Regions from separate parts of the Sus scrofa genome. Here region 2 is linked to region 1. The links are chromatin contacts, called in public Hi-C maps. All regions are on one chromosome and are shown on one strand. The core of a region is the stretch at or near the end of the contact, and the rest is flanking DNA. Distances in the headings are between cores, read along the strand shown. Region 1 holds the start of BBX (HMG box transcription factor BBX). Region 2 holds the start of LOC102157687.

Region 1 (5,469 bases), core at 1,749-4,248:
TAACCAAATCATGGCAATTGATAGGCACGTCCGAGACTCCCCGGTGCCCAGGACCCGGCTAGAGGTAGCAGGGCGAGGGCAGAGGGTCCAGGTAGCGCTGCCCTCAGCCCTGCAGACCTGGGCGGCCACAGCCGTCGCCCAAACGCTCGGCCCCGGTCATAATCCCGAGATTGGAGATCGGAACCAAACGGGGAAACACATTCGCCAGAGCCCCTGGCGTCAAGTGCAGGGCCACCAGGTCTTCGAGGTCGAGGTGGGGGGAGCTAGGAAACGGAGAGGGAGAAAGGGAGGGAGGGATCCCACCCTGGCTTTGTTGCTGGTCACCATCAAGTTTGCATCTTAGTACAAAATGTCGATCTTAAAGGCTGACAAGACAGAGGCAGAGGGAGAAAGAGAAAGGGAATAGAGTCCATCTTGCTTTGGGGAAGAAGGGGGAGAAAAAAAATGAAGTGCAAATCCCACACTCTGGGCGTAAAAGTCTGCTAAACACCTTTCCATAACGGAGGAGCAACGAGTAGGGTGTCCCCGTCCCCGTGCCCGCTCGAACTGGCGGTAGTCTGGGCAGAAAACGCCTCCATCTCCTCCTCTTCCTCCTCCTTCCCCTCCTCCTCCCCGTCCTCCTCCTCCCGCGGGCCCCGGCGAAGATCCCGCCGCCACCGCCGCTGCCTCCGCTGCCCCCCGGGGAGGCACCGCCGCCCGGCCCGGCGCTGCCATTCCGGGGTTGGACCGCGCGGCGCGCGTGGGGCCGGGAGCGGGGTGGCCACGCGGGGACGTCCGTGCCGGAGAGCCCCCTGCGCCCCCTCACCGCGGGCTGGCTACAAAAGTCGCGCGAGCAGAGGTGACGGCGGCGCGCAGGAGAGGGGGCGCGCGTGGGGCCCCACGCCGCGAGTGGGCAACCCCAGGGGATGGCGAAGAACGCCCCTCCCCGCGCGGGGAAAGTACCCCAGTCCCCGGCAGCCCGGCGTCCGCGGCGGGGAGACAAGAACTGGACGTGTCATTAGCAGGACAGGCAATGGTTTCAAAGCCCCAGGCCAATGACCATTAGCAGAGGCTGAGATCGCTCCGTCCCCATCCCCCACCACCTCCACCCACCTTCCCCTTCGCAACCCCCCCCTTCCACCCCACCTCGCGAAACTTTTCAACGAGATCCACCTGGACTAATTTGTCCTCAGTTAAAATATTGACTAGACCCTACACACCAGGAGGGAAGGGGAATGCACGCTTTATTTTCCTTTCTACAGAAAGGAAAGCAAAAAATAGCTTCTCTCTCCGTCTCTCCCTCTCCCCCCCCCCCGCCCCTGTCGTACATGTTGTGTCTTAGCTTTTTGCATCGTTTCGTTTTACCTTCCTCATTTAGCTGAAATGATCGCGGATATTTCACATATAAACGTGTTCCAGATTCTTGGATTCAGGCTCCTTGTAAATTACAGGACTCGGGTTTGGTCTCAGTTACGTTAAGTTTCATACAATACCAAAAAATTGAAAAAAATAATAATAAATTTCTGAGGGTGAGCGAGCGAGACGAGGTGGAGGAGGAAAAGAAACCTCGAGTCTGATTTCTGTAATTTACTAGCGACCCGGATCGCAGCAAATAACAGTGTAACACGAGTGTGGCTTAAGAGGGCTGGGGAGCTCTTTCTAGAGGCATCGACCCCATCCCCGGATAAAGGATCTGCAAGTTTTCTGTCATCGCGACCATGCAATGCCATAACTTACCTTCAGAATTAAGACTTTAAACAGCCAAGGCCTTCCTCCTCCCCTCCACCACCACCACCCCCAGCTTCGCCCTCTCCACCTTAAACTTATTGACACAACATAATCCCACATTCAAGCAAAATCCTGACACAGCCTCCCTCCTCCTCTTCCCCCTCCTCTCTTCCCTCCCGTTCTCTCGTTCTCTCTCCCCCGTTCTCTCTGGTTCTCTCTCTCTCTCTCTCTCTCTCTCCCTCTCGTCCCCCCCCCCCCCCCGCGCCGGCTTTCCCTCCCTCTTCTCTCTCCCCTTCTCCCTCGCCCTCTTCCCCCTCTCTCCCTATTCTTCCTCCTAGCCACTCTGGCACTAAAACAGCACTTTCTCTACTCGCCGCGCATTTGGTTAAGGGTGGGGGGGTGAGAGGGCACCGATCTCCGGGGCCGGAACACCCAAATCCCAACTCTCCAGATGAACGAGCAACTGGGCTGCTGTTCCCGGTCACCGACGCACACGAAACGTTCAATAAATACACTGAGGGTTGGCTCCTCGTACCTTCCTCCCCTGCCCCGACTCCCCAGGCCCCACCTCCCCGGCAGCCGAGCCCAGGCTGGGCTCCACGTACTTTCGCCGAGATGAAGTTTGGGGCTCCCCGGGCGGCCACGAGCCGCCCGCCGGCATGAGGGCTCTGTTGTTGTTTTCCTCGGGCTGCTCCTGCCTGCGCCCCGGCTCCCGTGCCCCTCTCGGGCGGCGCTGCCTGTGTGCCGAGAGGTGCTGGTTGCAAACGCAGCCTGGCACCGGCTGGCCTACTACTCCCCAGCCCGGCCCCCAGCCTCCCGCCCGCAGGGCACTGCCTCTGCGCCCCCCGCCCCCCGCCGGCGCGGCCGCCGCGACCCTCGCCCCCGACCTCTCCCGACCCAAAGTTTTGGCGGAGGGGGAAAGTGCCCGGGGAGCGGGCCGGCTGGCGGCGGCTCCGGACGCGCGGGGTTCCCTCCGTCTTCCTCAAGTCCAGCCTACCGGCTGCCGCCGCCGCCGCCGCCGCTGCTCCTGCCGCGGAGTCCTTGGGGCTGCAGCCCGGCGGCTCGCAAGTGAGTAGGAAAACAGAAAGTGAGGGGAGAGCGCCCGGGAAGGGCTGGGAATGGGGGGCTCTTACCTCGCGGGCTCGCGGGGCGTGAGGGCGTGTGTGTGGCTCGCCCTCAGCGGCCAGTCAGGGGTTCTCTATGGGAAAGTGGAGAGGAGCTCGCTGAGCCGCTCTGCCTCCGCTTCACTGTACACTGCTCCACATACAGTACATGCAACCCGGAGAGACTGAAAACACTCATTTTATATAAGGCAGCCTGCCATTGGCCCGTGCCGTGACGGACAGGCCGCGCGGCCAAACAGAAGACCCGTTACACCCAAACACACGCACACATACACACATTTTACAGAGACACACAAAGATCATCACATTTTCTATTTTCTAATGTTCGGGACCTGTAGACAGTAGGAGAGGACAGGTAGAGAGGCCCAGCAGAGTGGGTTGAGGGGCAAAAACCCTGTCTGCACCAAGTTGCAAGGCTTGAAACTGGTGTCCTTTTGACTTGGGAGGGTTATAGTAATAAACTACAACTCCACTGGATATGGAAGTGAGGGTTTTTTTTTTTTTTTTTTTTTTTTAATCGTTGCCTTGTGGTGCCCCATGGAAGAGGCGTGCATTGTGTTATGATTCTACAGCCTGACTTGGCTAACAAGTGGCCAGGAAAGGCTTTTAATCAGCTTGGATTCTTTTATCAATGGGTTAGCTATCACACAGGCCAAAATAGTGCAAGATAAGTTTATTAGGACTGTAATACATTGAGGTTGTTGATGCTTCATTCGTAGGTAAATTGAGAAAAATCAACACAACGGTACCCAGAAACAAAGATAAACATTTTGCTGAAATAGTGACTCTACTTGTAGCTGATCAGAGGACTGCAAATCACCTGTGTGGGCATACAAACAGTACCGAAAAGTAGACTAAGTCGTGGAAGATTGGTTGTTGACCCTTTTCCTTCAAAATAGGCCTTTTGAATCAATATATGCAAGATCTATATTTTTGATATTTTATATATGATATTTACTTTACTTCAAGTCATATGTGAACATCTCATGTTGGATGACTTTGGGAGATGGTGACCCCAAGGACACTTATTTCTAATTTTTCTTTCTATGATGCATCTTTAACAGTTTATATTTGACAGTCCTACATAAACAAGTCAACAGGTTGCTGAGGAAAAGCCTTAGCTGGAAACTAAGAGAAATAAATTCTAGACCCAACTCTCAAACTTGCTAAACAATCTTGAGCAACTAATTTAGCCTCTTTAACTCTCAGATTTGGTTTGAGGTTTTGTTTTCATTTTTTCTTATAAGGTTAAAATAAGAAGCTTCCCCTAGTTTCCCTTCATTAAATGTTTATTCAGCATCTACTGTGTACCAGGCATTATCATAGGTCCTAGATGTTTTCTTATGGTTCTTTCTGATTTAAGAGTCTGTGAATTATTCTTAAACACAAACATTTTGATGATTAAATAAACATTAGGATTTTATGGACTAGATGTGTAGCTTTAAAACTTAAAGGAACACTGGATAAGAGAACTTATTTCAAATCCCTCTTTATTTCCTTGATGTTATCTTGAGATTTTTCTCTCACATCCATAAAGTTAGCAAATGAGTGTGTATGTGCTTGTGTGTGAAAGACTGGGAACCAGGAACAGATATGGAGAAAATTTAAGTTTATGAAGTATAGAAAACAAATGGTGTTATTTAGAAATGTGATGTTTATTTTTTAGAAGGAAATAATTTTTAACAGAGATAAGTATATAAAATCACATTTTAAACCTATAATAGTAAAGGTTATATTAATGATGCTCTGCATTTAGTTGCCAGAAGGAACAAATGTTCTTTATCCACTCTACACACTGCCTTGAGGTTAGTGCTAAGTATTATCTCTATTTTATCCATAAGAGAAATGGGATTGCTTAAGGTTACTCAGAATACCATTGAAGAAGGAACTTAAACCCAGGACTCTTAATACCCAACATAGGTTTTGAATAACTCAACAGCCCTTTCTTCCAAATTACAAACTTCAGGGGCAAAAGGCAGATGGAGGAAAAGTCAGAAAAAACTTTCTCAGGGATTTCACTGTCCTCTTTTTTGAAGAGGAAAAAAAAATCAACACGAGTTGCTATATTTAATTGCTGAGTGAAATGTGAATTATTTGCTAGAATATTCACGTTATGAAAAATATGAAAGACAGGCCCGCTCCCCACTCCTACTCCTAGACCCAACTATAGGAAAACATTCTCTACTTCTTTATGGCCACAAAATTTTTTTTTGGTTGAAATACACTTAGCAGAATTATTTAAAACTGCATTTTCAAACTTCTAAATCACATATTGCTATCAGTAAAATGTTTGAGTGTATATCCTCAATATGTATATCTATGTACATGTTTTAAAAATGCACCACTGCATAGATATATTAGTTATTATTACAAAGCATACACTCACAAAAACTAAATGAAAAAGAATCAGATAAAAATAAAAATTAAATGTGATATGATATTTTCTTCCCATAATCCTATGTTATAGTCTTAGCACATATCCCAGGGTTTTTGCAGTCAAGTTTGGAGACCTCTGGCAGTACATGGTGCTAACTGACCAGGACTGATGCAAGGAAGCAAAAAGAAGTGCATAGAAATGACTAGTTGCAAGTCATTACTGCTATTGGAAAACTGGTGGGTCCACAGAGCCTTTAGATTT
Region 2 (5,469 bases), core at 2,227-4,726, 93 kb after region 1:
AAATTGGTTGGTAGTTTCAGTAGTTTCAGGACTCATTTTACTGATCAAATACAAAACAAAACAAAATGTACAAATATTTGAGAAGGTGGGTTCTTTATATCTGATTTAGAAAATTCTATTCTGCGAGTAATTCCAAGAATCAATTTGGATATTTCCTTAATTAATTTCAAGGAATGTTTCTCTTAATTGAAAATTGTATGACCTACATCAGAAACATGTATTTGAATTGTTCTGTAGCTCAAAGTGCAGTTTTCACATCCAATACCTTATTTGCTTCTCACATTACCTCCCTAATGGTAGACAGGGCAGGTCAGATATACCTGTTTCGCAAAAGAGTTAACCAGAGGAGGAAAGAAGCTAAGCAAGGCCAAGGTCACAGAGCTGATGAATGGGGGAATCAAGATTTGAATACAAATCATTGGGCTCCAAATATCTCCAATACATTGTATTGCATCTCCTACTTTAAGCTAATATGATTGCAGTTGGGATACTGCTCAGGTAATTCAAACAAAGACAGTTTATCTGGGGGCCTAAATTACTCAGAATACTGACTGGATATTTTTGATTGCTTTGCAAATTGAGACATGACCTGAGTGTGACTGAGGAAAAAAACATAAGGACTACATTTCTAAAAATGCCCTTATTGGGGTTACCGGTACTTGCCCCTATTTCTCAAATCTGTAGTCAGTCTAAGAATTGTTTCTAGAGCCAAGAGCTCCCAAATGATTTTTGTTAGCACATATAACCACTCCTCAGCTATAGAGACTTCATTAATTATTCATATCTTGCTATATGTCACATTATTTTCCTCAGGACTAAAGAACCTAAAGTTCTAGATTCTCTTCCCTAGTGATGTAAAAAGTGTACTTCAATGATACTAAAAAGTATATTTAACTGTACCTCCTACAGCACAGGTTTTCTTCCTAATTAGTTATTTGAGATAAATATAAATAAACATTACTAATATACTTAAGTAGACAAACATATAAGATAATCATGGTATTATTAGATGGTTATGTGAACCTTCTATTTTTATTTATTTATTTATTTATTTATTTATTTATTTATTAGGGCTGAACCCACAGCATATGGAAGTTCCCAGGATAGGGGTCAAATGGGAGCTGCAGCAGCTGACAGCTTACACCACAGTCAAGGCAACTTGGGACCTGAGTCAAGTCTGTGGCCAGTGCCACTGCTCAGGGCAACACCAGATCCTTAACCCACTGAATGAGGCCAGGGATGAAACCTACATCCTCACGGATATTGGTCAGGTTTGAAACCTGCTGAGCCACAATGGGAACTCCCTATGTGAACTTTCTAGAGGTGCAGATCTCTTGTCATATGAGATGAGTTTGTTAATGTGAGACCATTTTTCAGAAATGTGGACTAAAGTTACTATTTATTTGTGTTCCAGAGGTGCTATTAAATATCTATCAGTTATTTCTTAAATTTTGCATAAATATACACAGAATACAAAATTCTTTAGTCACTAAACAGTTACCTGGACATGGAAAATTCATCTATGCAAAGCCCTTACTTTAAGTGCCTGGTTTTGCCAGGCCCTCATGGTCTTGGAAGGTATGTAAAATTTTTGCCCACATGTAAGCCTCCAGCAATAGGAAATTCTACAAGTAAAACTGGTGATGTTGGCTAGAACAGGCCCTCTACAGGTCTGGGAGGCCACTGCCTGGCTTATAGCCTAGCAGATAGCTCATGCTGGAAAATTATTTGTGGAATAAGTGAATGAAAGATCCACTAGCTGATTTGGAGGCCTTGTCTGCCCTACCGTTCCATCAACTGTCTCCACCCCTCAATAACTTGAACTGTTATCAGTGGGGAAGAGTTTGGAGACTCCTTTCCATTAAAAATGTCAAAAGGAAGTAAGTTATCCTGTGGCAGGTTAAGGATCTGGTGTTTTCACTGCAGCACTTAGGTTGCTGCTGTGGTTTGGGTTTGATCCCTGGCTGGGGAACTTCCATATGCCACAGGTGTGGCCAAAAAGAAAATGTAAATAATTACAGTTTAACCCAAAATGTTAATTCTAATTGCAGTTCAGCCCAAAGATTAGTGCTAGCTGAAAGAGAGAACAAATAGAAGAACAAATGTGACTGACAAACTGACTGAAGCTGGTAAGAGCTCACCAAAGGGACAGACGAGCTGGAGCTGATATGAGCTGGAACCAGAAGCCTCTGGACTAATGGATACATCAGCTGGTTGCTCTGTTTAGTTTAGAACAATTCAACAACGCATATTGTGTATCAGGTGCAGGTCATAGTGTTAGGTGCTAGGACTACCAAGGGTCCGAAATTAGGAAACAGGGTATATTTATATTTAAACAGTATTTTAGTTACAGTTTCAAATAATATGCTTGGTATTTTTCCTCAACTTCCAGAAATCTTTTTAGGTTAAGTATCTCTAAATTTTAAATGATGGGGTAATCTGAAAAAAGTGTAATACATACGCTATGTTTTCCTCTATTTATTTTGTATATTTCGTACTAGACAACAAATGGACCTATTGCTTTAAACATACTGAGCATATTATTTTACAATGTAATAATATTCCACTTAAAAATAAATTAATCCAATGTTCCTTAATTTTTCTGATATACTAAAAGAAGCTTATGCAGATAGATTCCCAAGGAACTCTAGTCTAATAGAAGAGAAGGACATGGAGAACAAATCATTACACAGACTAAGAGCCGTCACAGAGAAATATAAAAGGAACAGAAGTGACTTCCCACTTGAGCAAGAGATTACTGCTTTGGGGAGAGGTAGCAGAGAGTCAGGAAAGAACTGTGGCACTGTCTGAGCAGGGTTTCGAGCAGTAAGTAGGCATTTACCTAGAGGACAAGGCGGGAAAGGAATTCCGGGGAGAGGACAGGCATAGTGCAAGAACATAAAGGTGGGAGAGAAATTGTGTGTTCAGAGAACCACAGCTAGTTTAGTATTGCTCAAAGTTTCAGTGAGAGGCGGTGGTGAGAAGTAGTCAGGGGCTAATATGTAACATATAGTCAAATTTGTTAATGAGTCAAATTTTATTTTATAGAGTTCATGGGGAATCAGCAAATGATTTTAAGTAGGGAAATAATTTGGTCAGACTTGTTGAGAAAAGGCAGCAGTCCCTATGGTCATTGTACAGCCTCTCAACATTCCTATGACCTGAGAGTAGGTTGAAAAGAAAGAGATAAAAAGCGAAATAAATAGAAGTCAGGATGTTATAAGCTTGCTAAATCTATTTGTTTTAGTGACAATGTATGATTCTCTGTGTTCAGTGCTTGAGACTGAAGGTGGAGGAACAGTGGCCTACTTATTTCTTTTTTGAGCTATAACTTTTCCACTCTACAAAACAAAAGTAGCAATTGTTTTAGGATAATTTGTCACGCTCCCTTTATTATTTCCTTTTCTTTTTTCCTACTTCTAAAATATCAACATTGGGTAGGCATGAGGTCACAGGAAGAGGAATGGTTGCATTAGATGGGGTATCCGTGTGGCTTCTTTCTCACTTCATGTATTTCCTTACAGCAATGGGAGTTGGTAGCATGGAAGCATGGAAAACCAAAATCCAGGGATCATCTGCAAGTCTTATTTTAGGAACCTGTTTTAGCCTTTTCTGCCGTCAAACCTCTCTGGCTTTTCTTTTCCCTTTTTTTCTTTTTAATATTAGAGTTCTTACCAGTTAACATTGTCAGAAAGGGAATAACTGTGTTTCACCCAGTTTCTCACTCCCTCTGGGAGAGAAACTACAACAGTCAAATATCCAGAAGGGAAGCAATTATAAGAGGAAGCTAAGGACAATCAAGATTTGACTGTATGCTTGTTGTAATTGTTGAATTATTTACATTCTTTGATTCCTCTTGGACCGAGCTGATGTGGTCGGGATGGTAGAAAGAACATTGGGCAAGGAACCAGGAGGTGGGTCTCTGGATTTCATTCTGCAATTAATTAACTGTGTGTCTTCAGATAAATCACTTCTTCGAGTCTATTTTCTGATCAGGAAAAAGAGGGAGTGCGATTATATCAATGCTTCTTCAGTTCTATTTTGCATTAGATTCACCTGAGGTGGTTCCAAAATACACAGATTTCCAGATCCGACTGGAGGATATAGTGTCATGGTGAGCCTGTGGACTCTGCATGGGACTGGACTCTACCCCCTGCCAGGCCACTTACTAACTAGGTGACCTTGTACAAGTTATTTCCAGTCATTTTTCTAATCTATAAAGCGGGGATAACAATAACAGTATCTACTCAATATTGTCCCTGGCAGGGTAAAGTGGTAATAATGCTTTTAAAACATACATTATATTGTCTGCCTCATTCTAAGCATTCAATAGATATTATCATTTGCATAGCCCATAGGATGTATGTATGGGGTGTGAATGTGTGTGTTTGGTGCAGGGTAGGTGCTCTATAAGCACCTGTTGAATAAATAAGGGAAGTATAACTGAAGGGTTTTTTTTAAGCAACATTTATTTGACCTCACATCTGAGATTCTTTATTAGCCCCAGGCATTACTTCCCCAAGAGAGGTAAGGATAGTTTGAGGGAAGTCTAAACGTTGTGCTCAATCTTTGTCCTCTTCTTATTCTTAGATTCATGAGAGCCTCAGGATAATTTAAAAAAAATAATTAAACGATAAAGTCCCATTAAAAGGCAGGGAATGAGTCTCAAGGACTTTGCTGGCTGGATCCAGCCGGCCACTACATAATACCATGACTCCCACCCGGGTGTGCGTCTCCCATTTTACCTCACAAGACGTCGTGAAATTCTCAAAGTCACTGTCATTGCAGTTGACTTTGGATCATTTTTAAAAAGCAGTAATCCATTTCTCATTTTGTTGACCGAGCAGAAAACAGGGCAATGTAACTTTAAAAAAGCTTGAAAATCAGCGATATCATAAATAGCGAACTTCTGTCCCCCATTAAGCTACTGATCAAAACTCTCCGCGTACATTGAACTGTGTGTTTTTTTCGGTGGTGGTAGCTCCTCGCCTAATTTCCAGCTTGCGATTCTCCCTGGTGTTTTTAGTGAGAGGAGTTACCAGTTGAGTACCAGCGGAGAGGAAATCGCCTCTGAATCTCTGGAGGTGGCCTCCTAGAAAGATCGCTGGGAGGGGAGGAGCCCTGATTGTCCTGGAAGAAAAGCAAGGCCCCATCCGGGAAGTCACGGCTTGCCGGGAGGCTGGGGTCGGCAGCTTTGGCTCCTGGAGGTGCAAAAGCAGAGTGCCAACCTGGAAGCTGGGGCCTGCGCGGCTGGAGGGGTCAATGGTGCAAGTGAAAGATGCATAGCCGCACCGACATGCGTGGGCTCCGGCCCCGCCCCACCACGCGTGGGTAACGGGTTGAAACGGATCAGGGGCCATCCTTGCCAGGCAGGCGCAACCGCAGCCTGGTATCTACTCCTGCATCGACCGGCGCAGCAGGGGGCAGAGAGCCCTGGGCCTCGCGGGGCGCGGTAGCCCCTCCCTTCCG

What was found. Hi-C and Micro-C count contacts between places; a contact is called where the count stands out from the background.
Region 2: a Hi-C map of skeletal muscle shows a contact between it and region 1, with 4 times the contacts expected there. The contact joins the promoter of LOC102157687 here to the promoter of BBX in region 1. A contact is called at or near these places in 1 of 5 promoter capture datasets (liver), 16 of 47 Hi-C or Micro-C datasets (alveolar macrophages, brain, embryonic fibroblasts and 8 more) and 2 of 2 datasets of contacts at active chromatin or transcription factors (alveolar macrophages and skeletal muscle).

The regions. Positions count from the first base shown.
Region 1 is chr13:152,002,080-152,007,548 of Sscrofa11.1, forward strand. BBX (HMG box transcription factor BBX) reads right to left here and starts at 2,999. Exons shown (of 18, transcript XM_021070469.1): 1 at 2,841-2,999.
Region 2 is chr13:152,094,631-152,100,099 of Sscrofa11.1, forward strand. LOC102157687 reads left to right here and starts at 3,477. Exons shown (of 7, transcript XR_002337929.1): 1 at 3,477-5,469.